Regions from separate parts of the Mus musculus genome. Here regions 1, 3, 4, 5 and 6 are each linked to region 2. A link is a contact called in public promoter capture Hi-C data. All regions are on one chromosome and are shown on one strand. Each heading gives the region's core, a stretch centred on a gene start, on an enhancer-like site or on the middle of the called end of the contact. The rest is flanking DNA. Distances are from core to core; before and after follow the strand shown.

Evidence for each region. Promoter capture Hi-C pulls out the DNA fragments that hold promoters and counts their contacts.
Region 1: a contact with region 2 is called in a promoter capture Hi-C map of liver, with 4 times the contacts expected there. The contact joins the promoter of Crybg3 here to the promoter of Cpox in region 2. A contact is called at or near these places in 6 of 39 promoter capture datasets (the 3T3-L1 cell line, embryonic stem cells, hippocampal neurons and 2 more), 1 of 484 Hi-C or Micro-C datasets (B cells) and 1 of 115 datasets of contacts at active chromatin or transcription factors (stem cell-derived neural progenitor cells).
Region 3: a contact with region 2 is called in a promoter capture Hi-C map of the HPC-7 cell line, with 6 times the contacts expected there. The contact joins the enhancer-like site here to the promoter of Cpox in region 2. A contact is called at or near these places in 5 of 39 promoter capture datasets (the 3T3-L1 cell line, the HPC-7 cell line, cranial neural crest and 2 more), 3 of 484 Hi-C or Micro-C datasets (the G1E-ER4 cell line, forebrain and group 2 innate lymphoid cells) and 2 of 115 datasets of contacts at active chromatin or transcription factors (forebrain and stem cell-derived neural progenitor cells).
Region 4: a contact with region 2 is called in a promoter capture Hi-C map of neural stem cells. The contact joins the promoter of Riox2 here to the promoter of Cpox in region 2. A contact is called at or near these places in 8 of 39 promoter capture datasets (the 3T3-L1 cell line, 3T3-L1-derived adipocytes, embryonic stem cells and 4 more), 5 of 115 datasets of contacts at active chromatin or transcription factors (astrocytes, embryonic stem cells, forebrain and 2 more) and 1 of 9 other capture datasets (adipose tissue).
Region 5: a promoter capture Hi-C map of pre-B cells shows a contact between it and region 2, with 5 times the contacts expected there. The contact joins the promoter of Arl6 here to the promoter of Cpox in region 2. A contact is called at or near these places in 9 of 39 promoter capture datasets (the 3T3-L1 cell line, 3T3-L1-derived adipocytes, the C10 cell line and 5 more), 3 of 484 Hi-C or Micro-C datasets (B cells, the MNK3 cell line and rod photoreceptor), 3 of 115 datasets of contacts at active chromatin or transcription factors (large pre-B cells, pro-B cells and stem cell-derived neural progenitor cells) and 2 of 9 other capture datasets (adipose tissue and liver).
Region 6: a promoter capture Hi-C map of hippocampal neurons shows a contact between it and region 2, with 2.6 times the contacts expected there. The contact joins the promoter of Col8a1 here to the promoter of Cpox in region 2. A contact is called at or near these places in 9 of 39 promoter capture datasets (the 3T3-L1 cell line, 3T3-L1-derived adipocytes, cranial neural crest and 3 more), 1 of 484 Hi-C or Micro-C datasets (cerebral cortex), 1 of 115 datasets of contacts at active chromatin or transcription factors (forebrain) and 1 of 9 other capture datasets (adipose tissue).

The regions. Positions count from the first base shown.
Region 1 is chr16:59,599,580-59,603,407 of GRCm38.p6, forward strand. Crybg3 (beta-gamma crystallin domain containing 3) reads right to left here and starts at 1,468. Exons shown (of 22, transcript NM_174848.4): 1 at 1,166-1,468. The coding sequence starts at 1,314.
Region 2 is chr16:58,668,505-58,672,733 of GRCm38.p6, forward strand. Cpox (coproporphyrinogen oxidase) reads left to right here and starts at 1,704. Exons shown (of 7, transcript NM_007757.2): 1 at 1,704-2,446; 2 at 4,024-4,167. The coding sequence starts at 1,924.
Region 3 is chr16:57,683,979-57,687,834 of GRCm38.p6, forward strand. All of the region lies in intron 1 of Col8a1 (collagen, type VIII, alpha 1), which reads right to left. Among named protein-coding and RNA genes, the nearest start is that of Col8a1, 69 kb to the right of the region's middle. Within about 2 kb of position 2,238, at least 36 of the 459 cell types and tissues checked have an H3K27ac peak or open chromatin away from gene starts, as enhancers often do.
Region 4 is chr16:59,469,242-59,473,226 of GRCm38.p6, forward strand. Riox2 (ribosomal oxygenase 2) reads left to right here and starts at 2,534. Exons shown (of 10, transcript NM_025910.3): 1 at 2,534-2,704.
Region 5 is chr16:59,638,033-59,642,111 of GRCm38.p6, forward strand. It overlaps Arl6 (ADP-ribosylation factor-like 6), which reads right to left and starts at 1,307. Exons shown (of 8, transcript NM_019665.3): 1 at 898-1,307. All of the region lies in intron 1 of 4930547E14Rik (RIKEN cDNA 4930547E14 gene), which reads left to right. It also overlaps a transcript of Epha6 not described here.
Region 6 is chr16:57,753,429-57,757,268 of GRCm38.p6, forward strand. It overlaps Col8a1 (collagen, type VIII, alpha 1), which reads right to left and starts at 1,309. Exons shown (of 4, transcript NM_007739.2): 1 at 1,212-1,309.

The DNA.
Region 1 (3,828 bases), core at 218-2,717, 930 kb after region 2:
TTAAAAGGGCAAATAGGCCAGGGGAACAGGCAGGATTTCAGGACAATGCTGATAGGAGCTGGCCTGCTTACTCCATTCCACCACTCTCAAGTTTCCAAAGGGCGCTGAGTCTACTGCTTTCAGATCACAGGGGACTGTTAGGGACAACGTTAGAGCCACATTAGAGCCACGACAGGTGAGACCTCCCAGATTTCAGAACTACCATTAAGGACGGGGAAACTTCGAATGTTAAAAGCATCAACAACCAGGCCAAAAGTATCTGAAACTTCCTAGTAGAATAACCAGTCAATTATAATTGGTCATTTCTTGGAAAGACGTATTATGCTAACAGGTGATTACACTGGAAATGATTCACAATTAGGAAAAGCAAGGAGAACGAAGGGCTAACAACAAATCACAAACCCTAAATAGTAATGGAACTAGAAGCGTCAGTTGTTTCCGATCCATTTTTCTTTGAAGTCCATCAGCAAGTCTTTAGTCTGAGGTAAATATAGCTCTCTAGAGGGCAACCTTCCAAGGACATGGGTTACAGGTTCTTCTGGTGCAAGTGAAGTTGGCTTCACTTCTCAAAAAAAAAAAAAAAAAAAAAGGAGAAAGAAGCGAAACCACCTCTCCTTTAGGGTTGATAAGGAAATTTAAAAACGGGCATTTTAATGAGACGAATTTTTAAAATGTCAATCTTTAAAGCAGCAGGAGTAGAGGAAAAATGATTATGGAAAGAGTGCAAGAGTGCACATACTAATCATTAAACTGAGCCAGCTCTCAGCTCCGGCCCTGGTTCCCCAAATCGGAGCGCTTCCGTCAGATGTCCCCAGTGAGAGAGACAGAGAGAAAGGAGGAAGGGCGGCAACATTTAAACTGTAAACAAATCTGGCGAAGACTTCAGATTCTGGATGTCGTCTCAGAAAGCTCTGATTGCAACTCTTTTAGGAATCACTTCGAGAAAACCTTAAGATGGCAAAGCACGACGCGGAGGGGCGCGAGATTCCCTCGGCAGCTTCAGAGCCTCCCGGAGTGGAGGGGACAGAGCCGGGAGCCCCCGATGGCGGCGGGAAAAGCCACCGGCCGGGAGCAAGAACTTCCCCAGATCTAAGCCACCCAGGGCGGGACCGGAGGAAACCCGAGCGGCGGAGGAAGGCGCGCACGGCGCCCCCGCGGCTCCCACCTGGCTGCACTCCGGCTCACTCCCGCCGGCTGGCCGGTCCCCGGCTTCTCCTCCTCTTCCTCTTCCTTGTCCCGAGAAGGGTTCCGCGGAGCGAAGAACCGAGAGAAGCTGTGCCAGGGGGCGCTGCCCCTCCTGCGGCCGCCGGACATCTCCCCACCGGCTCGGCCGCGCCGTCCGCGGGCCCCGACGAGCCGCTGGCCGGAGCGAGGGTGGCCGCAGCCCTGGCTCGCTGAGCGCAGCGAGAGTCGGCCCGGGCCGCCGGCGCGGCTCCTCCAGCCCGGCCGGCACGAGCGCTCCCCGTGCGGCTCCTCCTCCCGCCCGCGCCCGGAGCTGCCCGCCCCCGGGAGGAGCCAGTGGCCGCGACCGCCCTGTCGGCCACAGCGTGCAGATCCGGGAGGAGCAGCCTGGGGATGCTAGGCTCCGGCTTCCCGCCCAAACCAGCCCAGCCCGCAGCCCACTTGGCTTGGCCAACAGTCAACTGTAAATGCTTTGCTTCCCTTTCCCGAGTTAGGGCTGTTTTAAAACAGGGTAATCAATTAAAGTCTGGGGAAACACCTGGCAAGAAGCAGCACCCGCGTGCCCTGCAGCCTGGAACCTGAGCACAGCCTTTCTAAAGACAGTTTCAGCCTGCAAGGGTAGGTCCCATCTGTCCTGCTGTCAGCACCTTGTTTCTGCTTCAGCTGGCTCAGATGAGGAGCCACCAACCCAGGTGTGTTTTAGCGCTCACCCTTCACCTGTGGGCCACTCCCAGAATCCTTTTTCAAAAAAACCGTCCCTGATCACAAAACCAAATCTGATTCAGGTATGACTCAAACTAGAAAAATGCTGAAACAAATATTTGGTTGTTGCGCAGATACTCCTGTATTCTGGAACGCCAAAGGCCCTTAACATTAGTTTAAAACGAATATCTGGTTATGATAAAAATGACTTTATACAGCGGAGCTGCTAACAGAGAAAGCACACAGAGCCATATTCGCCCCAGGTGTATTGTTATAGTTTGTCTGAAGTCAAACTCCAGAGGTATGAAGTTCAAGATAACAGTGGGACATTTAGTAACTAAAAATGTTATGTGGGCAAATCACATGAAAATAGGGTGATAGCTGTCTGTGGCTGGCTGGAGAAGTGAGGAGGTTGAACGTCTACCTGTCGGCCCCAAGGAATCATAGTGCCGGTTAAGGAGCCTTCCCGCGGACCCACAGCTACCCCTTTGAGGCATTTTAATCTGTCAACTGGATCTGAAACTAGGAGTATGAGAGTAAGAAAAAAATTAGGATCAGATACAGATGGACAAGCAAATTCTTCCATGCAGCTACAGGGCCTGGAGAATAATGTGCCTCCCCAACGCAATGTTAGCTGACTAGCAGTTGCCTCCCCCTGTTGCCCTGTGACAAAAAGTGGTCCTACACCTCAGTGTTGGCACAGAGGGTCCAGGCAAGGAGTCTGTCTGGGGATAAAAGTGTCTGGGCGTCAATAAGATTATGAGGCAAATTCTGATTTTCAATAATACTATTTCTCTCAATTAGCTGATAGGAAAATGTTATAGTAGTCCACGTATTAATGTTTCTTTACAACTGGTCTCCTAGGTATATGCAGAAGTATTAGGCTCACGGCATGGAAAGTTCTTGGTATTGAATGTTTGCTTTTCCAATACTTAGATTTTTAGATTTCCTGTACCCTAGAGTCTTGACATACAATAGCAGGTTCTTGAATCCTAGATTCTAGGATTTTGTTATGAAATCTGTGAAAGCACTTTCAAATTTCAGTTGGAAACATCTCAGAGATACTAATTTTATGCACTCAACTTCGCTTCATTTCAAATTCAGTTTTCATCCAGACATTTGGTAAGTGGCTGAGGCAGGAGCATTCTTTCCATAAAGCTGACGAAGTTCATGGGTTTTTTGTTTGTTTGTTGTTTTTGGGGTTTTTTTTCGAGACAGGGTTTCTCAGTATAGTCCTGGCTGTCCTGGACTCATGTAGACCAGGCTGGCCTTGAACTCAGAAATCCGCCTGCCTCTGCCTCCCAAGTGCTAGGATTAAAGGCGTGCACCACCACCGCCCTGCCGAAGTTCACGTTTGAAGACACTTCACTGGTACTGCCTTTTCCAGTGTGCGCAGTGACTGGATGGTCACGTGTTCTTAGACGACTGTCAACGTAATTTCTTCTTTAAAGCTAAGTGGATTGGGACCACAGGACTCTTCCTCTATCCTATGTCCGGAGTTCGTAGGTTCTAGAGTTCTTTGGCTCACACTGAGGTCTGGTGAATGGAGACTCCAATGGCTTTGATCTTCTTGGGAAAATATTTATGTTGTTTTAAGCTGCTCCTCTTCGGAGGATAGTTCAGTTATTGCTTAAATTCCACCTTGTTCATTGCGCAACTCATCCAGGTTTACACCCAAGATACAAGACCAGAGGTTCTGTTGAGACATGAATACACACATGGCTTCCAAGATTTCAAGTATGTAGATGGTGAAGGTGAAAGAGGCTATGAAGTGTGCAGCTGGAAAATGACATGTGTTACGTATTCCAGATACCAGCCGACAACACTGCAAGACACAGAACTGTTTCTAATTGACACCAATTCTGTCATAGTAGTAATATGTTCCATAACGCACTCTACATTTTTTTCTATTCAATGTAAACTGTGTCAAATTGAAATTTTCAG
Region 2 (4,229 bases), core at 454-2,953:
AATACACTGATATCAGGGCATAAAATTCATTATTTTTAACAGGGGAAGGATCAAATTAGCAAGGATTCGGAGAAGCATGTGGAGTTTGAAGATGAGTTGTATGTTTGTACCTAGTGAGATAGCATACAGCTCATCAGAATGTCCTGGCTTGTGGGGTTACACAGAGAATGAAATCATAGTACACAATAGAGAGCCAATTTTACACGCAGACGAGCACCCCTACTGCATAGCTTCTGTTTACAACTTACTGACTTCTTATTTGTCCAAGGCAGCTTTTGGATGCATCAAATTGCTTATAGAGGGAACATCTTCATATACTACAAATAGGACTTGGGAGTAATTTACCAGGAAGAGGTGTGTGTGTGTGTGTGTGTGTGTGTGTGTGTGTGTGTGTGTGTGACTGGTTTTGTTTCTTTTGAGACAGGGTCTTACTATGTCGCCCTGGCCATCCTGAAAGTCTTTAAGTAGACAAGGGTGGCCTCAAATTCATATAGGTCTACCTGACTCTGCATTCTGAGTGCTGGGATTAAATATGTGTGCCACTATGCCCTTCTAGGAAGATGGTGGCTTTTATTTTTTTCTCATACAAATCCGTTTGTTTGTTTGTTTGTTTTTAAGGATTCCAGTAAGCACTGTACATTAAGATTAAGGTGGAATCAGAGAACAGGAGAGAGAGACATCCAAACAGGCTGGAAGCTAGTACACAATTTGTTCAGGGTAAGTACACAATTAGTTATTTGTCTGGGCAAGTCTCCTGAATTTCCCATTTGGCTTATTCTTGGCTAGCTTCACATTAGCAGAGCAGGATCATAAAGGAGAAGTTTCTTACAGAAAATTAGAGAGATTCCTTTTCGTTAAAGAGCTTCATTTATCACCAGGAGGCCCAGCCAGACCCAGGCAACCTTCCAAAAGATAATTCTTATCTTTCCTTCTCTTCCAAGTCGGCCTCCAGCCAGGGCACACTACAGCTAAAAGTTAAGGGTTTCTCTCCTCTGCAAGCTTTGTCACTTCTCGTGAATTCATTTGCCTGCCACATCTGCCAGGCCTGAGCACGCATGCTGCTCCAGGTAGTTTGTGGTTGCATTTGTGTAAGAAGCAGGGGAGTGAACATATCGGTCAGAACCATACCCACTGAGCTCCAATTCCTGCTACAGCCAGAATGGAAGCTTGTGAAAGAATAACCAGTGGCCTCGATTATTATTTGTTAGTAGAAATTAGAATCATCAAGGATAGTTAAAGGGCAAATGAGCCCTTCTGATACTATAAAATAATGCTGGCAATGATATATGCTTGGAACAAAACTATTAAATGTGTGAGCTTCTGTCCTCATATTTTCAACGGGTAGGGCTATGGGGAAGAACAGAGATCCAGGATAGTAAACCGGAGTGCGAATATTTTCTCTGGATCTACTCAGGAGCCCACTACCCTGAACTCTTTGGGTAAGCCAAGCACAGGGACAAGGGTGCATCCTCCAGACCCACAGCCAGGACGAAGACAAGGGGTGTGTCTCCGAGTTGTTATTTCTGCCCGTTTGTCGTCAGCCTTCTAACCCCACTTTTGCTCACTGTGGGTGAGCGAGCAGGGCAATCCAAGGTGTACGTGACTAAAGCGCCTATCTTATCAGTCCAAGCACCTCCACAGTCCTCTGGCAGCACAGGAGGCCCGCGTGCGAGCAGCAGGACCCACCTCTGTGCGCAGGGTGCAGTCTTATCTGCTCTTTCCGGGAGCGGTCAGGCGAGTGCAGGAGGCGATAGGACGGGACTACAGTTCCCAGCAGCCTCCTCGGCTCCCGCCAGCAGCCTGCGACCTACACTCGCAGCAGCTCTTCCGAACTCCACGTAGCAGTGCTGGGGAGTCTGGGTCTCAGGACCCTGGGAGCTCCGGTGGGTCTGCAGGATCGGATTTGCCCAGTCCCGGCGGGAGATGGCCTTGCGGCTGGGCCGCCTGGGTTCGGACCCCTGGTGGCGAGCGGTGCTGGGCGACTATGCTCAGCTGCGCGCCGCGTCCCCGCGCTGCGCGTCCGCCCGCGTCTGCCAGCTGCCTGGCACGGCTGGTCCCCAGCCTCGCCGCGGGCTGGGCTACGGCCCCTGGGCTAGAGGCGGGTCCGGGCTGGGGACCCGGCTGGCCGCGACGCTGGCGGGGTTGGCAGGGCTGGCAGCCGCCGCCTTTGGGCACGTGCAGCGGGCGGAGATGGTGCCCAAGAGCTCGGGGGCGCGGAGCCCCTCACCTGGACGGCGGGAGGAGGACGGGGACGAGCTGGCCCGCCGCTGCAGCACCTTCATGTCCTCGCCGGTGACCGAGCTGCGGGAGCTGCGGAGGAGGCCGGAGGACATGAAGACCAAGATGGAGCTGATGATTATGGAGACCCAGGCTCAGGTGTGTCGGGCACTGGCGCAGGTAGATGGCGTTGCCGACTTCACTGTGGACCGGTGGGAGAGGAAAGAAGGTGAGGAGAGAGCTCCTGTTTCTTGGTTGGGCACCAGTTGCAGTTTAGGATTGGGGATTTAAAGTAGAACAGTTTTTACAGGGGGGTGGGGGTGGGGGGTGATCTGTCAGAAGGGACAGACTTGAATGACTGACATTGAGAGAGCCATTCGCTTTCTACTTGCAGATGTGGACCCAGAGGTGCCAACAATGTAGGACAAGTCACTTGAAAATATTGGCAATTCATAGTTGCACTTTTTTTTCTATAGGTTTGTTAAAGAACATCTGCAGGCAGCAAAGTGAAGCTTTCATGTTCAGTTTGTTACTGAACACGTCTCCCCCCCCCCCCCCCCCCAACACACACATTTTTTATTTATCCATCTGGGTGCATTTGTCCCTGCCCTATTAGAGGCAGAAGAAACACTGATCCTTTATGTCTGCTAGATTCCCTATGTCAAGAGTCTCCCTACTGTTTTTTGGCGGGTTATATAAGGAATATTTGATTAGTCTTCCAGTAGTTCTTACTAAATTGCATCATCAAATTTCTTGAAGGATTCCTTAGAATGCCATTCATGTTGAGTCATGTATTGGTGGCCATGTTGTTCCAAACAGAGTAGTCCTTCCCTGTTCTCCCCTCCCGCCTTAATTTTAAACTTGAGGATTTCTGACTTTTTCCAAGCTGGAAATACAACAGTATATCATCAATCCATTGTGAGTTATGATGCTACCACGTCTATATTAAATGGGAGTCAGTCTGATTTTCATGGTTTTTCATCTTGTAATGTTTTAGGGTAAAAGTCACTGACCGACCCAGACACAATCTCAAACACTAGATAGCCAGCTTTGTGTAACCTTTGGAAGTTACTGTTTTCCACCTCTGTTTCATAGTTAATGAATATATGCCGAGAACTCAGAATGTCAGAAACATGGTCAGCACTTAAATCACTCCGGTGGTGTGATCTTGAATATGGTGCCCTGCTTCTTAGAAATAAAACAACTCAGACATTAGTCTTTGAGAACAATGACTCTACGGTGACCTGTTGCCTTAAAGAAAAAAAAAAAACCTATTAAACACACATATATACACACACACATAAAATTTTACTTAATTTTAAACTCTGAACCCCTTAAGAGTTTGAATAGCTATGTTTTTGAATTGCATATAAAAATTAAAGGTAATAGGGTAAAATTGAGAGTCGAAAAATGTGAAGGAATACGGAGTTCTTGTATTCAGTGAAAGTAAAACACCATTCGGTAAACCCATTCCTGCCTGTAACATTAGCTTTCTGTCTTGTGAATAACAAACGGATTCTTTCTGGTGATATCTGGAGAAAGTTCCTTGGAGTTGTTAGGCCATGGCACGAGAACACAGAAGAAGCAGCCATTTCAGTGGTTTGTATCTGGATGCAATGTTTTCCTAGAATAAGGAGCTTAAGACACAAAGCTAGGCCAACTTATCACACATAGAAAATATATATGCTGTCGTAGATGGTTCAGGAAGTAGGGGAGGAAGCAGGCATCTCATGTCGCCACGTTCATGGGAGAGTTGTCTCCCATATGACGGTGCTCTATCCTCTGGCTTTCTGTTTCTATGGACAGGAGGAGGTGGCATCACCTGTGTGCTTCAGGACGGGCGTGTGTTTGAAAAGGCCGGGGTGAGCATTTCCGTCGTTCATGGGAATCTTTCTGAGGAAGCAGCGAACCAAATGAGAGGCAGAGGCAAAACTCTGAAGACGAAAGATAGTAAGTCCGATAACTCTCCCTGCCAACTCTTTTCCCACCAGTTTTACTTAAAAATAGCGCTA
Region 3 (3,856 bases), core at 988-3,487, 980 kb before region 2:
TAGGTGCAGCTGTCAATCATCCTTGCCATATATTATTTCCCACGAGCATCTCATCTTTACTGAGGAGATAAGGAAGGTACTTGCTTTCTTTTTCAGTAAGGCAAACAATGGTATGAATCTTCAAGTAGGCTATAATAGTAGAGTATAATGATGGCTCAGATAAGCCAGAGGCCATCCAGTAACAGATGGAAAAACAAATATTATATGTTTTCAATTGTAAATAGCCAAGGAGAACCACGTATGAAGTCTTCTTTTACTGCTCTAGACATTTGGCAGTATAGAACAGACATTAAGCTGAACCAAAATATAAAAACTACGTAGATTTTTTTTTTTGCTTGAGGTAGTTGTGTTGCATTACTTTTGCATTGATATCATCTCATTACTTACATTATGACCAGCTAAGGCAAGAATTGATCTGGTAATCAGCTCCTTAAGTATGATATTTTTTTCCTACAATAATATTTTTTCCTACTAAGCAATTTGTTTTCAAAGTTAAAGGTTGGCATATTCCTGTCTAATTGATCCTTGTGCCTTCAAAACATATGTGAAAAACGTCAAGTTTATCTTGTTACTTGTTCTGTGAAATAACCATGAATAAGACCAGGGTTGGAAGAAGCATGAAGGAGAGAAAAATATTTTCTGTGATCTTGGGACGTGATCAAGACTTTGAAACATCCTAGGAAGAACAGGATGAGAACCAGACTCCAGACATCAAAGCATGGTTGAGGTCCAAGTTTGTGTGGTCATCCTGACTTCAGTATTCTTGACAATAGTTTTTTTGTTTCTTCCTTTTTGAATGTGATAATTCTTTCTTCCCCTCGACAATTAAACCAAATTGACAATAATCTAATTTTTCCTAAAAATTAGTAATAAATGAAATTGTACTAAGCAATACTAATAAGAGCTACTATTTATTAGGATATCTTGTGTCCAATAAATATACTTTAAATATGTATGATTCAGTCTTCATTACACTCCTACAATATAGCAGCATTCTTACATTTAAGATCATTTAAAATATTTTTAAGATCTTAAAGCATGTACATACCTTTTAAGATTTACTTTTTAAATACTTTAATTATGAATATGTATATATAAATATCTATGCATGTGTGTGCACATGTGTACAAACACATGTGTGTGTCTGTGTTTATACATTACAGATATGTGTACGTGCATAAATATGTGTATGTGTATGCATGAGTATGTATCTATCCATGTGTGTCTACTATGTATGGGTTATGTGTGTGAGTGTTAGTTATTCCTAACACTGGAGTTATAGGTGGTTGTGAACTCCCAAAGCGGGAGCTGGAAGCTGGACCCTGATGCTTTGGAAGGGCAGAACATACTTTTATCAAAGAATCATCTCGCTAGCCTTTGATACTCTGCATTTTAAAGACAGAAGCTGTGATTTGTTTCATAGCTAGTGCCTAGAAAATATTTCTTAGATTATGTAAAATGTCATTTCTTGTGCTTATCCTGAGGGATAGGTTTCTATTAGTCATTTTTGTCCTTTGGAAAAACACAACTTTGAAGATCCCTAAGGAGAAAATGGAATTTTTAAACCAACAGGCAGTGTAGATCGACTCATCTCTGTCTTTTTGGGTCAGTGAGGATGACCGATAGATAAAAGGGGGAGATTGGAGGGTAGTTTTTTTTTTTTTAACAGGAATTGGTGGGAAGGTAAAAATACTAATTATGGTAAAAATAACCAAAGAAATAGGACATCCAGGATGCTATGAACGTATTGTCTTCATTGGGGCACATGAAATGCAACATCCCCATGTGATAGTGGATAATGACTGCTAGTGCTGTGAACTGTGAATCCCAGAAAGATGGCGCCTACACACAAAGATGGGAAAGACACACTTGGGGCAAACTGTTAAATAAATGCTACCCTGTTTGTTTTATCATTCTCAATTTCTAACCTGATTTATTAGCCTTCCCAGTGGTTGGCTGGACCCTGCTTACACTGTTCATTGCTCTTTGATCCCTGACAGTGATTATGGCTTTGTTGTACCACACATAGGAGAGCCAGGGGATTAGACTCTTCCTCACCCAGAGTTCATTCTTTACAACGTTGATGAATTGCACAATAATCCTTTTTTTTTTTTTTTTGAGCATCCACTCATACCAGGAACTTTTTATTTTTTATTTTTTGCCAAACACAGTCACACCTGCACATGTGTACGTAGTGTCCTGTAAAGTAAATGTAACAGGCTGTACACCTTGCCCCAGGAGCTCACAATAAAAACCAGACAATTGTTGTAGCGAAGACTAGGCAAACAGGTGTGCAGCTGTGTAAACAAAGAAACAGAATCAATTAGAGGATTGGCTACAAAGTGCTAGTGCCGGTGCTGTGCTGTTTGTAGGCTGGAACTGAAGCTAGTGAAATTCTCAGCCTGCACAAAGCTTGGTGTAGTCTTTGTGGTGGTAAGAAAGGAAAGGCTGATGGGGAGGAATAGAAGTTTCCCTCTGGAGCAGAGGACAGAGAACTTCCCACTCCCCAGTGGAAGGGTTCATGTACTGCTACTTTGGGTCTCCTCTATTTTCTAAGGGACTTGGCTGTAACCAGCCTGCAGAAGGAAAATGAAAGTATATTAAGCAGTGTTCAGCTTGCCAGAGAGATTTCATAAGCCTTCTTTCTTTCCACTGGAAACCAGACTAAAAAAGAAAATAAAAACCAGAACGTATTATAATTGTACATTCCACTTATAACCAATGAGCAGATGACAGTTGATGTTCCAAGGAAATGATTACTCTGGGTGAGGTTGTTCTCAGGGGCAATGCCACTCCAGTCTCCAGCCTTCACTGTGTTTGACAGAAATGGACCCAGCTTGGAGCAAATTCCTGCAGGTCTCTGCTTCAGCCACCCAAGGCTGATGGCTATCTTTCTTCTTGTAAATACATCCAGATAGGGAATTTGAAAACCTCCCCAGGAATCCTTTCCAGGGTTAGTAAAGCCTTTGCTGCCAGTGAAATCTTTCCATCTACCTTAAATTCCCTTATTTATAATTTCTATTTATTTCCTCTTCTTTTGTCATAGAGAGGACACCATGACTCCCCACTCCACCTCCAGTGGTTTCTCTAAAGACAGCTGTGAAACCAGCTCTGGCCTCTCCCACAGACATGCGTGGGCTCTGTTTTACCTGTCAGCTATTTATAATCTTTCTTTGCTCTTCCCAACTTTGGCCTCTGGATTATGTATGTATGTATGTATGTATGTATGTATGTATGTATGTATTCTATTAGATAACCTGCTGAAGAGCCCTCAAAATTGTTGTTTCATTATTGATTTAACGAGCTGTATTCTATGAATATGGACATGTCAGGATATTCAATTTCTCTAATTCCTGCCAGGCTTTAGTTGATTAGGTCATATTAAACTAAAGAATGCTGGAATTTATGCCCCTTTGGAATGGGGGTGAGATGACTGTCTCAAGATCTGGATGCACATGTATTAGCTCTTAACAATTTGAGTAATTCATCTCTAAACATAATGACGAAAGAGGTATTTTTTTATACTTACAAAATTAAATGATGGTTCAAACAATTTTACAGTTGTAAACACCTTCACTACTCAGTCATTCTGTGAACACATTCTTAGTAGTATTTTGGGCAAAAAGAAGTTATTGTCCCCTAACGACCGTTAGGTTTACCTTCACTATCATCGTATTGCTGATTTCTTCTGCAACAACCTCCAAATTACAACTTAATTTTCTCTACTAAGGAATATTTAAATACTTTTAATATATCTTTCAGGTATATAGTTTTGATCATATGGTATGTATATTTACAGGGTTTTTTTGCATGTGCTATATATTTTTTAAAAAAATATTGCCTGATTGTTTTTGCA
Region 4 (3,985 bases), core at 1,284-3,783, 800 kb after region 2:
GAATGAAGCCACCTCTTCTTACCACACAAGCATGTTCTTAACACATTCTACCAATGCATGAAGTTCTGCTTCATTTCAAAAGCCTATTGATTTTTCAACTTCAGTTGGACTCTCAACAGTGTAAATCAAAACACTGTGCTTTTTTTTTTGTTTTGATGTATTTTGCTTGTTGTTTTTTGAGACAAGGCTTCTCTATGTAGCCCTGGCCAAGCTGGAACTCACTTTGTAGACCAGGCTGGCCTTGAATTCTCAGAGATCCACCTACCTCTGCCTCCTGAGTGCTGGGATAAAAGGCGTGTGCTACCATTGCCAGCAAACAGGGTGGAGTTTTATGAAGGTGACTTTATTCATGATATTACTACAGAAAGGACATATATTAATGAAGAATATCTCACAATAAAGAAAGGGATCCAGGAATCAAGAAGTCAAGAAGGAAGAAAACCATGAGTCTTGTTATCTTAGGGTCTGTCTTCTCTTACAACACGTAAAGTCATGGTTATTCCCTGGAATCAAAAATTACGGGAGCAGTTATTGACATTGTAACACTTTAGCCACTGTGGCTGCTACAATCTCCTGCTGTACTATGATGTCACTGGTCTGTGATGGAGCCCAGTGTAGAAGAGATGCTTCCAAAGTCAAGACTTTCTAAAGTTTTATATACAAGCCTATGACCTTTAAAAGTCATGTAAAGACTCCATCATTTCCAAAACTAGCTAAGTCAACAGGCAATAAAGAGAGGGAAGCACCCCCACCCCCACCCACCGCTTCAGAGAACACTAATGCAGGCATGTCTGAGCATTGTACACTTCAAAGAGGTGCTATAACCACAAACCCACACATCAGATAAAGTTTTAGGGCAATCACACTTTCCTGAAATAACTTAAAAGATGTTTTGTTAACTAGGTTGTGCCTGCAGCTGGGGCCATATGTATATTAAATCTTGGATCAATGAGAAAGGGGCCTCAGGACCTGCTACATAGTTTTTAAATAAATGTGGAACTAGGGGATCAGGGTTGGGGGAGAGACTATTTTGTGACAATGAGTTCCAATCATTGAATGTGATTTAGAAGGATAATGTAAATGAAAAGTAGGAGGAAATACAAGACAAAGGAATGACTTGTAGAAACTGTAAATATGGCTGGTCTACAAAATGATCTTAAAGTCTGATGTGGTCTGTATTTTGAGAAGAATTTCTCTATATTTCTAAATATAGAATTTATCTATATTTCATTTTGAAGATAGAATTTTTATCTCTACCATCTATCATTTATCTGTCTTTCTATGTTATTCTAGGTCACGTTTCGGCTGAGATTGAAGTAATCTAATTGTTCTTGTTCATTTATATGAAGGATGGTGTATAGTGTAACTCACAACGAAGTAATTAATTGCGCAAGGGCCATCAAGTTATACAACACATCAACTCAAAATATTACCCTACTTTTTCTGAAGTATTTTTTATTTGATTCTCTCATGATATTATCATTAGCTCCTTTGATTGTAGCCACTTGTGCTGATGAAATTCTTCATAAGTTTTACTTGGTTAATATACATTATATTACTGTGCTATGCTTCATATAAAATAATTTGACCTCTATGTGGATGTAGAAAAAAACAAAGATTTTTTTATTATTAATTACTGTCATATATGATTTCATGACTGTTCCTCTTTTGCCCCTCTGTAGACCCCAATGCTTTGAGGATACTCAGTTGCTAATCCATTACCTAATAAATAACCAACTGTGTAAAAACATGCATGTATGCAAAACACTTTGGCACTAAGACTTATTTTCAGGCATTGTGATGGTTTAAAAAGGAGTAGTGGCTCCCATAGGCTGATATATCTGAATGTGTAGACATTAGGGAGTGGCACAATGTGAGAAGGATTGGGAAATGAGACCTTTTTGGAATAGGTGTGGCCTTGCTGGAGGAAGTATGTCACTGGGTGTGAGTTTTGAGACATTAAAATAAAGAAAAACTTAAAAGGATTGGAATGAAAATATATGAAGTCTAAACAAAATGGTTGGTACTAAAATTGTTAAGTTACCCGGGCGTGGTGGCACACGCCTTTAATCCCAGCACTCGGGAGGCAGAGGCAGGCGGATTTCTGAGTTCGAGGCCAACCTGATCTACAAAGTGAGTTCCAGGACAGCCAGGGCTACACAGAGAAACCCTGTCTCAAAAAACAAACAAACAAACAAAAATTGTTAAGTTAATAACAATCGTATACATATTAAAGCCATATACAATGACGGTTTTGGATCTTTTGTGGACCGATGGAGTACAAGCACTCTCTCAAGAAGCATGTTCTTGTATGTGTGTGTTAATAAAGGGAACTGTCCAAATTTATAGATTTCCCTCTAACTTCAGATTTGAAGGTAGCAACTATAAAAAGCACATTCACGTTCTGTGACCTTTAGGTTCATAGGCCAGAGCAGGGGAAGGCCTGTAGCTGTAGGCAGGAGCAGGGATGTGGTCCGGGGGCGGAGCCAGAAGTCCGGGGCGGGGCCGCGTCTCGTGGGCGGGGTCGCGTCTCGTGGGCGGGGCCGCGTCTCGGGAGCCCGCCCTGGACGTGACCACGCCGTCGCGCCCTTCCATGCCTTAGCTGGGTCAACTTGCGGAAGACACGCAACAGGCCGTGCCGGTGCAGCGCGTGGGACGCGGGTCAGGCTGAGAAGTGCAGCTCTGGAGGGCTGGGGCCTAACTGGTGAGCCGGGTGGCTGAGGGCTGGGGACCTGGCCACGTGCACCGCCGGACTGGTGGCGGGCGGCACACGCCGGCGAGCTAGAGCCAGGCTGCGCGCGCAGACGGGGAGGGGCAGGGACCACGGTCGCGGACTGAGGAGGGGCGCGGGGACTGTCGCCCAGCTCGGGACTTGGAGCGTAGGTTGCCTTTTTATCTCCACGTGAGGAAGACTGCCTGTCTGCCTGCCTGCCTCCAGGATGTCCAACAAGTGACTAAACAGGTTTCAGGAAGTCTACCAGCGGTCATGATCTGAACTTCCGGCGCCGGGAGTTGGGTTTCACCAGCTCCTTTTTAATACCTGGATGCCTCTGAACTTTTGGGCTGCATCTTTCGTGACCTCATGGACCCCCCGAATACACATAATTCGTATTCTGTTTATATAAAGCTGCAAAAAAACATAACTGCCATTCAGTGAGACATCTCTGAATTAATGAAAACTTTTCTGGGTGCTGAAGACAATTGCTTTCAGTTAGCCTGGTGATTTTCTTACAAGCAATATATAATTAAAAAGTATTTCACCACTTTATTTATTTTATGTGTGGATGTACACAGGCTATGATGTACCGGTGGAGGTTGGTGGACACTTTGAGGGAATCCTTTCCTTCCAGTATGTGGGTCTCAGAAATTAAACTAAGTGGACAGCAGGTGTCTTTACCGCCTGAGTCATCTCTCAGGCCCATGGTGTATAACTACTGTCAGGTGTGATTAATTGAGCTAAGTTCAATCTAGTCTTCTCTAGGTTAGTGGGCCTACAATTCGTTCATTAAGGACTTCTGTGAATGTAGATTTCTGCCTCCAGCATCAGAAGTGGTACTCCACTAGGTTTGATGTGTGCATCTAGACATTAGCGTGTACCACGCTTTGCTGGTAAAATACTGCTACCATGGAGAGAGACGTCCCTGCCAGGGCTGCTAGTGAGTATTGATATCTATGGTTACTTGTACAGAATAATAGTCCTAATTGTGCAAACCTCCTCCTCCTCCTGTCTTTCCCAAGTGGTGGTGGTCATGGGGTTTTTTTTGGGGGGGGGGGGTTTGTTTGTTTGGGGAGCTAGTGAGTAAGGCTTTTGAGAATTTGCTAAGAAGAAAAAGTGAAGAAAAATTCTGACTTAACTGTCTTGTGCCATACTTGGCTAGGTTTGTGCAAGGTAGAGGTAGCTATCTCTTAAGACACTCTGTGGCTTCTTGTCATTAAGTTTTACCATGGGAAAATTAGGTCGCCCTAAAATGTAGATTCTTAAGTT
Region 5 (4,079 bases), core at 57-2,556, 970 kb after region 2:
ATGCCTTAAAGGATAAAAAAAAAGAAAAAAGAAAAGAAAACCCAGCATATTCGCTAGATTAGGAACAAAATATACCTTCAGCTTAAAAAGTCTTACTGTATGTATTGTATAACGCTGGCAAAATTGATAGCTAAAGTAAACTTGGCTAAAATGAAACAACTCCTGTTCTTGAATCAAGAACACTTAGGTGTCTGAGCTGCTTTCTGAGAAGAATCAGCTTTCCAAAGGATTAGGTGGTTACCAGAAAAGCACTGAAGATTTAACATGTTATCCACATGTTAAGACCTTAGCGTTAAGCTGCAGAGAAAGATGAGATGAGACAGAGAAAAACGCCAGAAATGCTACTTTAAACATGATAGTAGTGTGGGCTGTTGAACATTCTTACTACCCCAATAAAACAATCTTATTAAGTTAGAAAATTTGATGATGAAATTTCAACCAAATTATTCATACATCATATAAAAAGGTCCGTCTTGGGCAGCGTTAAAGTCAACCAAACAAGCAAACAGCATTGGCCCAAAGCAGTTCAATACATTTTCGAAGCTCCTTGGTATACATCACATAAACTCAATTTTTTCCCCATCTCTCACAGATGAGAGATGATCTAACTCACTTAGATTCAAAAATACGGGTAATAGTTTAGAGTAATTCTAAATCGGACAGGGAGCGGGTATTCTCTGTCTACCAGGGTGGAAATGGCTGCGAACAGGTAGCGGGAACTTTTTGAACTAGTGGATCCTGCCGCCGGTTCCACAGCGCTACAGACACCGTGGAAAGGTCGTGTTCATGTTATCAAGGGTGAAGCTGATGGCGTGAAAAATCATACCCAACAGAGCTGAAAGAGAACACACAGATGATGGTGAAGAGAGAGAAAAAGCGGGGTGCGGATGGAGGTACCTGATCTTTGACGCCAATCCAAAGGCCAAGGGGCTGACAAGGACAGGAAAGGACGCACTCTTGTACCCGTTTCCGCGGTGGGATCTTCCCCGGAGCCTCAGCCTTCCTCTCTATGCCTCCGTAGGAAGGTTCCCTTGTCCCAAGCACAGCCCCTTCTACAAGTTGGGAGAAACAGCCGGTTCACCCAGGATGCGAGCATCAGTGGCTGAGCAGGCGCCCCGGCGCGCGGCGTTCCCTTGGCAACGGGAGCTTCTTCCGGTCCCAAAGCCACGCCCACCCGGGCGTCGTAGGTGTCCGCCCACAGGTTCTCCTTTCTGCGGCTGGAGAGCTCTGGGTAAAAAAATTAATGGCCTGATTCCCGCAGAGGAACTCTGTTAGCGAGAGTGTGAGCACGGAAGACACGGGGAGCCGCCACTGCATTGGGAGCCGAGTGGTAGCTCCCGTGCTGCTGGGACGCAAGGGAGCTGGAGGCGCGCGCACAGCCTGCCGGGAGGCGTGCGGGGCGGCCTTAGCTGCGCGCGCATCGCTGGTTGCTGGCCTCCGGGGTTCTGGTTAGCGCTTTTGGCCGGACTGCCATATCTGTGGGTGGCAATGTTTTGGCTTGACCGCCCTCGTCGTGGGCGGCGTGAGGCAGGGAAAGGATCTACTTAGATATGCTACTCCCATTACACAGAGCCTTTCCTAGGCTCAGCTAGGCCTGAGAGCGAGCGAGCGAGCTCTGCAGAATACAGTTGTAAGTACAGGCAGGAGAGGGAAACTGGTCAAAACCAGTCAGTATTTAAAAACAGAAACATTATTTGGCAAAGGAAGTGTGACCCTGTCCCTAGTTCTTAGCTGTCTGTTGTCCCGGATATTAACTAACACCAGACATGAGTTTGTGGATCAGAGAGTTTGATAGTTACCGTTCTTAAAATCACTTGGAGTTTATAGCAATAGAAATAATTTGTGCTAATTGAAAGTTTTTTAGATAGACACTTTCCCGCCCATTTGCATTGTTCCCAACAGACAGGCTACAGATGCAACAATTAAAGATCTACATTTTATTTTATTTATTTTTACTTTTTTTTTTTTTTTTTGACTTCAAACTAGCCATTTCCCCCATCCTACTCCTCAATGAATGACTGCATGACAAACTTGTATTTGAAAAGTTTCATCTCTTCATATCACTTGTTAGCATAAATGTGGGATGTTACTTTACTGGTTTTACCAGTTAGTATGTTCAACTACCATACTTGTTTTTCTGCCCGTTAAGGAAGCTGGCCGATTATTTGGACTTGGAGTAGGGTGAAGAAACTGAAAGGAATTCCATCAAAGAGATAGTGGTTAAGACACTGGTATATGCACTGCGGTAGAGTGCTTTTCTGGTGCCTTTCCAAATTCCTTAGTACTCCTAATGTGGAGTAAGGTCTAGTTCTGGTCTCCTGACTCTTGTAAGGCAAAAACCAGACTGAGTGAACAAAACTTCTATAGTTTGTACATCCAAAGGTAGTAACATAAATGCCCTTGTTAAAACAGAAAATGGAAATATACTATACTCTGTGGTCTAGTAAAATTACCCTTTGTGTATATTTCATCTTTGTCTTCAAAAATGTATCTAATCTAGTGGTTTTGAGGACAAAGGAAAGAAAAAAGTATGCATGTCTGACCAATAGATAGCACGTGTTCAATAGATAAGCTTCCTTCGTTGTGAATTTTTTATTACTCAAAGAAAATCAGCTCAGTTCCTGATGTGGTTGTCCTTTAACTTCTGGCCCCAAATGCAGGGGTTCCTAATTTACCAGGAACTATTAAACCGCTTCTCTTTGGCTCACTTTGACAAAACTTGGATGCTTATTTGCTTATATAATATTTTCTCTCTAGACATAGAATAGAGCTTATGTCTCTGATTTTCCCCCTTTAGGCAGATATTATCAGATTTTTTTTTTTCCTACAAAGCATTAGGAGGAAACTAAATATATAAGAACAGACCGAGCAACCATTTTTATAGTAAATTTAGATGACATTTAAAAATTATTTTTGTTGGATTTATTGACTTTTTTTATGTTTGTTTTGTCTGCTTATATGTATGTGCACCACAAGAATACTTGGTGCCTGGAGAGATCAGAAGAGGGTATCATATCTACTGAGACTGGAATCAGGGAAGATTGTGAGCCACCATGTGGGTGCTACGACTCAAACCTGACTCCTCTGCAAGAGCCACGAGTGCTCTAAACCATGGAGCCCTCTTCATCCCCAACTTAGGTGATTTTTAACAACAAAAGGTGAACAGTTTTGTTTTTTGTTTATTTAAGTGTAGTTGATCTGCTGTTTTATTGTATTAGAGATTAAAGAGTTCACATGACTCCTAAATTCTATTTAGTAATCTAGAAAATGTTGAAAAAAAATGAACCCTAAAACAGTGTAAATATTTCAGTTGTTTGGATCTGCTGTTTTGATGGTTGGCAGCTGTAACCTATCTTGAGTAAACCCAAAAGCAAGACGTAATTCCACTCGACTTACAAAGTTAGTTTGACTCTCTTGATTTTATTGTGAGCACAACAAGCTTTTAAAACATTATGTGATTTTTCTCAAGTCTAGAATACATGTAGAAGGGTTTTAGGTTCATTTCAGAGTGGCTTGTAGCTATAGTCAGACAACTATAAAAGAGTGAGGTACATCAGATATGTTACTTCTAATCATCTCAAGATGGTGTGGATGTTTTTTCTTGTCAGCAACATAAGGAATCTGGAAAATCCCTGATTTATAATATACTGGAAATTTTGTAATGGACACTGATGGCCTGAAGATTTGTTAGCCCAGTTGATGTTGCCTGTGTGCTGATTACGTATCTGTAAAAACTACCTCTGTAATACGTAATTCCATTCACCCAAATCTCACTAAACATTTGCCAGTATAAAATCACTACAAAAATATGTATCCATTAATTATAGTGATTTCTGTGAATTTATGCCTAGACCTCAAAGTCTGTAATTATTTGGAAAAATGGCAACTATTTTTTACACTCATAATTACTAAAGTTCTAAACAGCACATAGACATACTAAAAAGTAAATTACAATAATATACTTGCATATAACAGTACAAAACATCACAAACTCAACCACCAAAACTGTAACTTTTATTTGGTAATAGATATTTTAATAAACAGGCTTTCTCCATCTTTAAGACCCTGATAATGCCTTT
Region 6 (3,840 bases), core at 59-2,558, 920 kb before region 2:
GACTGGCAGCCTGGGCTTGTCTCCTCCAAGAGCAGCTTCTGCAGTTGCCCAGATGGAACATTTGAAGAGGGCTTTTCTCCCACATGAGAGCCTTTCATCCCACAAAACCCACAGAATATGGTAGCAAACTTGATGGCACAAGAGTCTGATTTTTATTTATTTTTCCAAAGTAGCTGTCAGGTTTGCTTCTCCTCACACAGGTGCACAGCACTCTGGAGAAGAAGAACAGATCAACCCCCAACCCACCTACCACAACCACTTCCCCAAACCACCCCTACACACATCCAAGGTCTCTTCCCCACTGCAGAGCTCTGGGGGAGTCAGTCAATAACCAGGCACTCGCTTGAGGAGGGCAGAGGGGACGGTGAGGATGAAAACCTTCCATCTGAAGTCTTTCTGGCTGATCTCGCTATACATCAGTCAGTTGTACACAGAAGAATTGTGCAATCTGACCGGCGTGCTTTCTGAGAAACATATTGAAACACTTCGTGTTTGAGGTGTGTATAGGCATCACAGAGTTCTCATACACTCTCAGTCTCCACACAAGACTCCTTTTAGGCTGTACTGGAAAGGTAGCCCAGCAGTGGCTCATCCTGCCCCAGCTTGTAAACTGGGATTTGTACTTTCCTATCTTCCAGTCACCTGATTACTGTCCCCGGGCAAAGGGCACTCGTTCACATCATTTTTTCCGAGCAGTTAAACCTGGAAAGATACTTCTTAAAGGACTCACAGAAGTTGTCTTGGGGGTTTGGAAAACATCACAAAATCAGCAGCCGACCTTTTGACTGTGCTATTTTTAGAGAAGTAATTGTGCTCCTTTAAAGTGCATTTTTTTTTGACAATGGGACAGATTCCCCTGCCCTTACTGATATGTGAACTATTTACAATTAAAAACACAAGCATAATACCGCAAACAGATACATTTAACCTCAGAAGCAGTCAGACAGACGGGGCACGCGGGGAGGGGGGGCAGTGTGACTTAAAAAGAGAAAAGATTTTTGTAATAGAAATGCTGTTGTTTCTGCCAAAAAGGAATTTTTATTTTACTGTTCAAACAGAAGTTTGTTTTCAAACCAGTTGCTAGTTAAGAAGCTCACTGTTCATTACAGCATCCTTATGAATCAACTCTAAGTAAAAGGCGTTGACCAGCAGGGACTCACTCCAGGCAGCAACCCCCTGCAAGTCAGCAGCCCTGACAAGGGTTATCTTACCTTGAGCACGTCAGATCTGGGAGACAGGGACTCGGGCTCCCACGGAGAGGACCGTGGAAGGGCTCTGATCCTCTGTGCTCTGCGGGTAACTTGCACTTGGCTTTTATGGACAGGTGGGCGGAGCTGTTCCTCACAGTAGGTGGGCAGGGATTGAGCGGGGGCGGCGGGCGGGCTGCCCCCGTGGAGCTGGACACTTGTCTGGGGAGGGGCAGAAAGGGTAGAGCCCGAGTTTTTAGGAGTGGGGAGAGCCAGGGACTTTGGAGGGCGGCGGAGTAAATAGACAGGAGTGGAGACGAATGAGGGAGAGTAGAGAAAGGCAGAGACCACAGAAGGGAAAGGTTGGGGAAGAAATGAATGGGGCTTGGGGACGGGAAGCTAAAGTAAAGGTAGGGGAAGAGAGAGAGATAGGGATTTGATTCTGGAAGATGAAATGGGTACTGGATTATTTTTCGGTTTTGTGTGACATTTTTGGCAGCGAGAGGAACCTGGGCGACTGTCAATAACAAAGGTGTTTTCTCTGTGATCGAAAAGCCAAGTAACCGCCCAAGAGAACTGACGGGTTTGGAAGCGAGGTAGAGGCGAGGAAGATGGGCTTCTGGAAAAGGGTGGAGGACAAGCCCGGTGAGCCCAGACAGTGGTGGGAGGGGATCGTCCCAGGGAGCCCCAGGCGCCCTGCCTCTGGGAGCTGACTGCTGCAGCCTGGCCCACCCCACCTCACTCCTGCCAGCCTCCTTCCACAGACAGTTCTAAGCGTGCAACATCCAGGCAGCTCCAGAGGCTGGAGCAGCTGTGAGGTCCATCTGCGGAGACAGCTCCGCACCAGCTCGTCCCTTCAGCATCAACATCTGCTTATGTAACACAGGATGCTAGGGCTCGCTGTCCTCTGGTTATTTTCGGTATTAAAAAAAAAATCTCTCCTAGCTAGCAACTGAAAAATGTTCGGTGTCATAGCTCTCTCCACTTGTCGTAGGCATAGAGAGGATTTAACCAACAAGTGCGAAGGGTCATGCTGAAGTTATTAAAAAATGTATTCAGAGAAAGAAAAATAAGGTCCTTTCGCTGCTGAGCGGTGACTCACTTCCCAGCCCAAGCTACAGTTTTGCCACCAAAGAAATCAAAGCATTTGAAAGGAGGACTTGAGACTCAGAGATGGGAAATGGGAGTCGGATAGATGCCTTGGAGAAGAGGGAATGACCTTGCTCACCGAGTACACACACACACACACACACACACACACACACACACACACACACACACGATCTTAAGCCATGCTGTGCTGTTTTCTGTCTTGTTTTCTAGCTAGCTCAAGCTGGCAACAGGCTAAGCTAGGCAGTTTAAAAACTCCTGCACTCCTTAGTGTGCCTGGAGAGTGTGCATTGTTCTGAGGACCCGCGCAGGGGCTTGAAAACTGTTCAGTAGTATCCCTCAGCCTCTCCTCCACAGGATGCCAGAGGACCACTAGCCCAGCAGTCTCCTTCTGCTAGGTGTGGAAAAAAAATGGCCTTGGACTTAGCCATAGGATACTGAAGGGCAAAAAACCTCTCCACTAAGAAAGAGCCACTGGCCTAGTAAAGGTCCACAGTATAAAAAAGAATTTTCAAAGAATCTATTAAGAAAATAGTAGTGCGTGCCACTGGGATAATAATAATACCTGCCACCACATGTGCTAAGTTTACACTGGACTTAGTTTTTTACAGACTCACTCCCATCTGTCTGCCTGGAGAGCCCAGAGCCTCAACTGATGGTTCCTTTGTAAGAATTCCAAGCTTAGCTCGAATGGATAGGCTTGGAAGTCAACATGCAAAAACCGATGCGATTCAGAGAGGGAGGATGGTGAAGAGTCATTAGACAAAATGGAAACATTTTAATTTTCATCAAGATACAAATTTGACATCATATGTGTGTGCGTGTATATACATATATATGTGTGTGGGTATATATCTATATCTATCTACCTTCTATCATCTATCTATCTATCTATCTATCTATCTATCTATCTATCTATCTATCTATCTATATCTATCTATCATCTATCTAATGCATATATATAAGTGTGTGTGTGTGTGTGTGTGTGTGTGTGTGTGTGTTTCCCTGGACCTCCTAATCAGCTTTATTCAGGAAAGTCACTGGCTCTAACAAGCCATACCTATTGGTTTACTAGCCAGGAAAATATAAATGCTCAGTAAATGTCACCTGGCCCAATGGAATAAATTGTTCTGATGAGTGTGAACATATGGATGACGAGCAGCAGTTGTTCAATTAATGGATGAATGGAGAATGAAGAAGGCTAAAACTTTCATGTGAACGCTTTTGTTCATTTACTAGTTAGTTGTTGCCTCTCTTTTTCTTTTCTGATTCAGTTTTCCTTCCTAAATAGTATATCTTTTAGGGATGTGTCCAGATCCATTAAGTGAAGTCTACAACATGAATAATAACCTTCGTTACCAGAACTGAAAATTAAGACTACATTATTTGTCTTGGGGCTGAACCATGAAACCAAATATGATTTTATAGGCATAGTGTTACTTCTTACGAGTCTTTAATTTAGTAAGGAAATGTATTCTGAGCAAACAAAAGAGGGGCTAGAAGGAGGGTCTGGGTGATTAAAAAATGTATTAGCAATTATTCC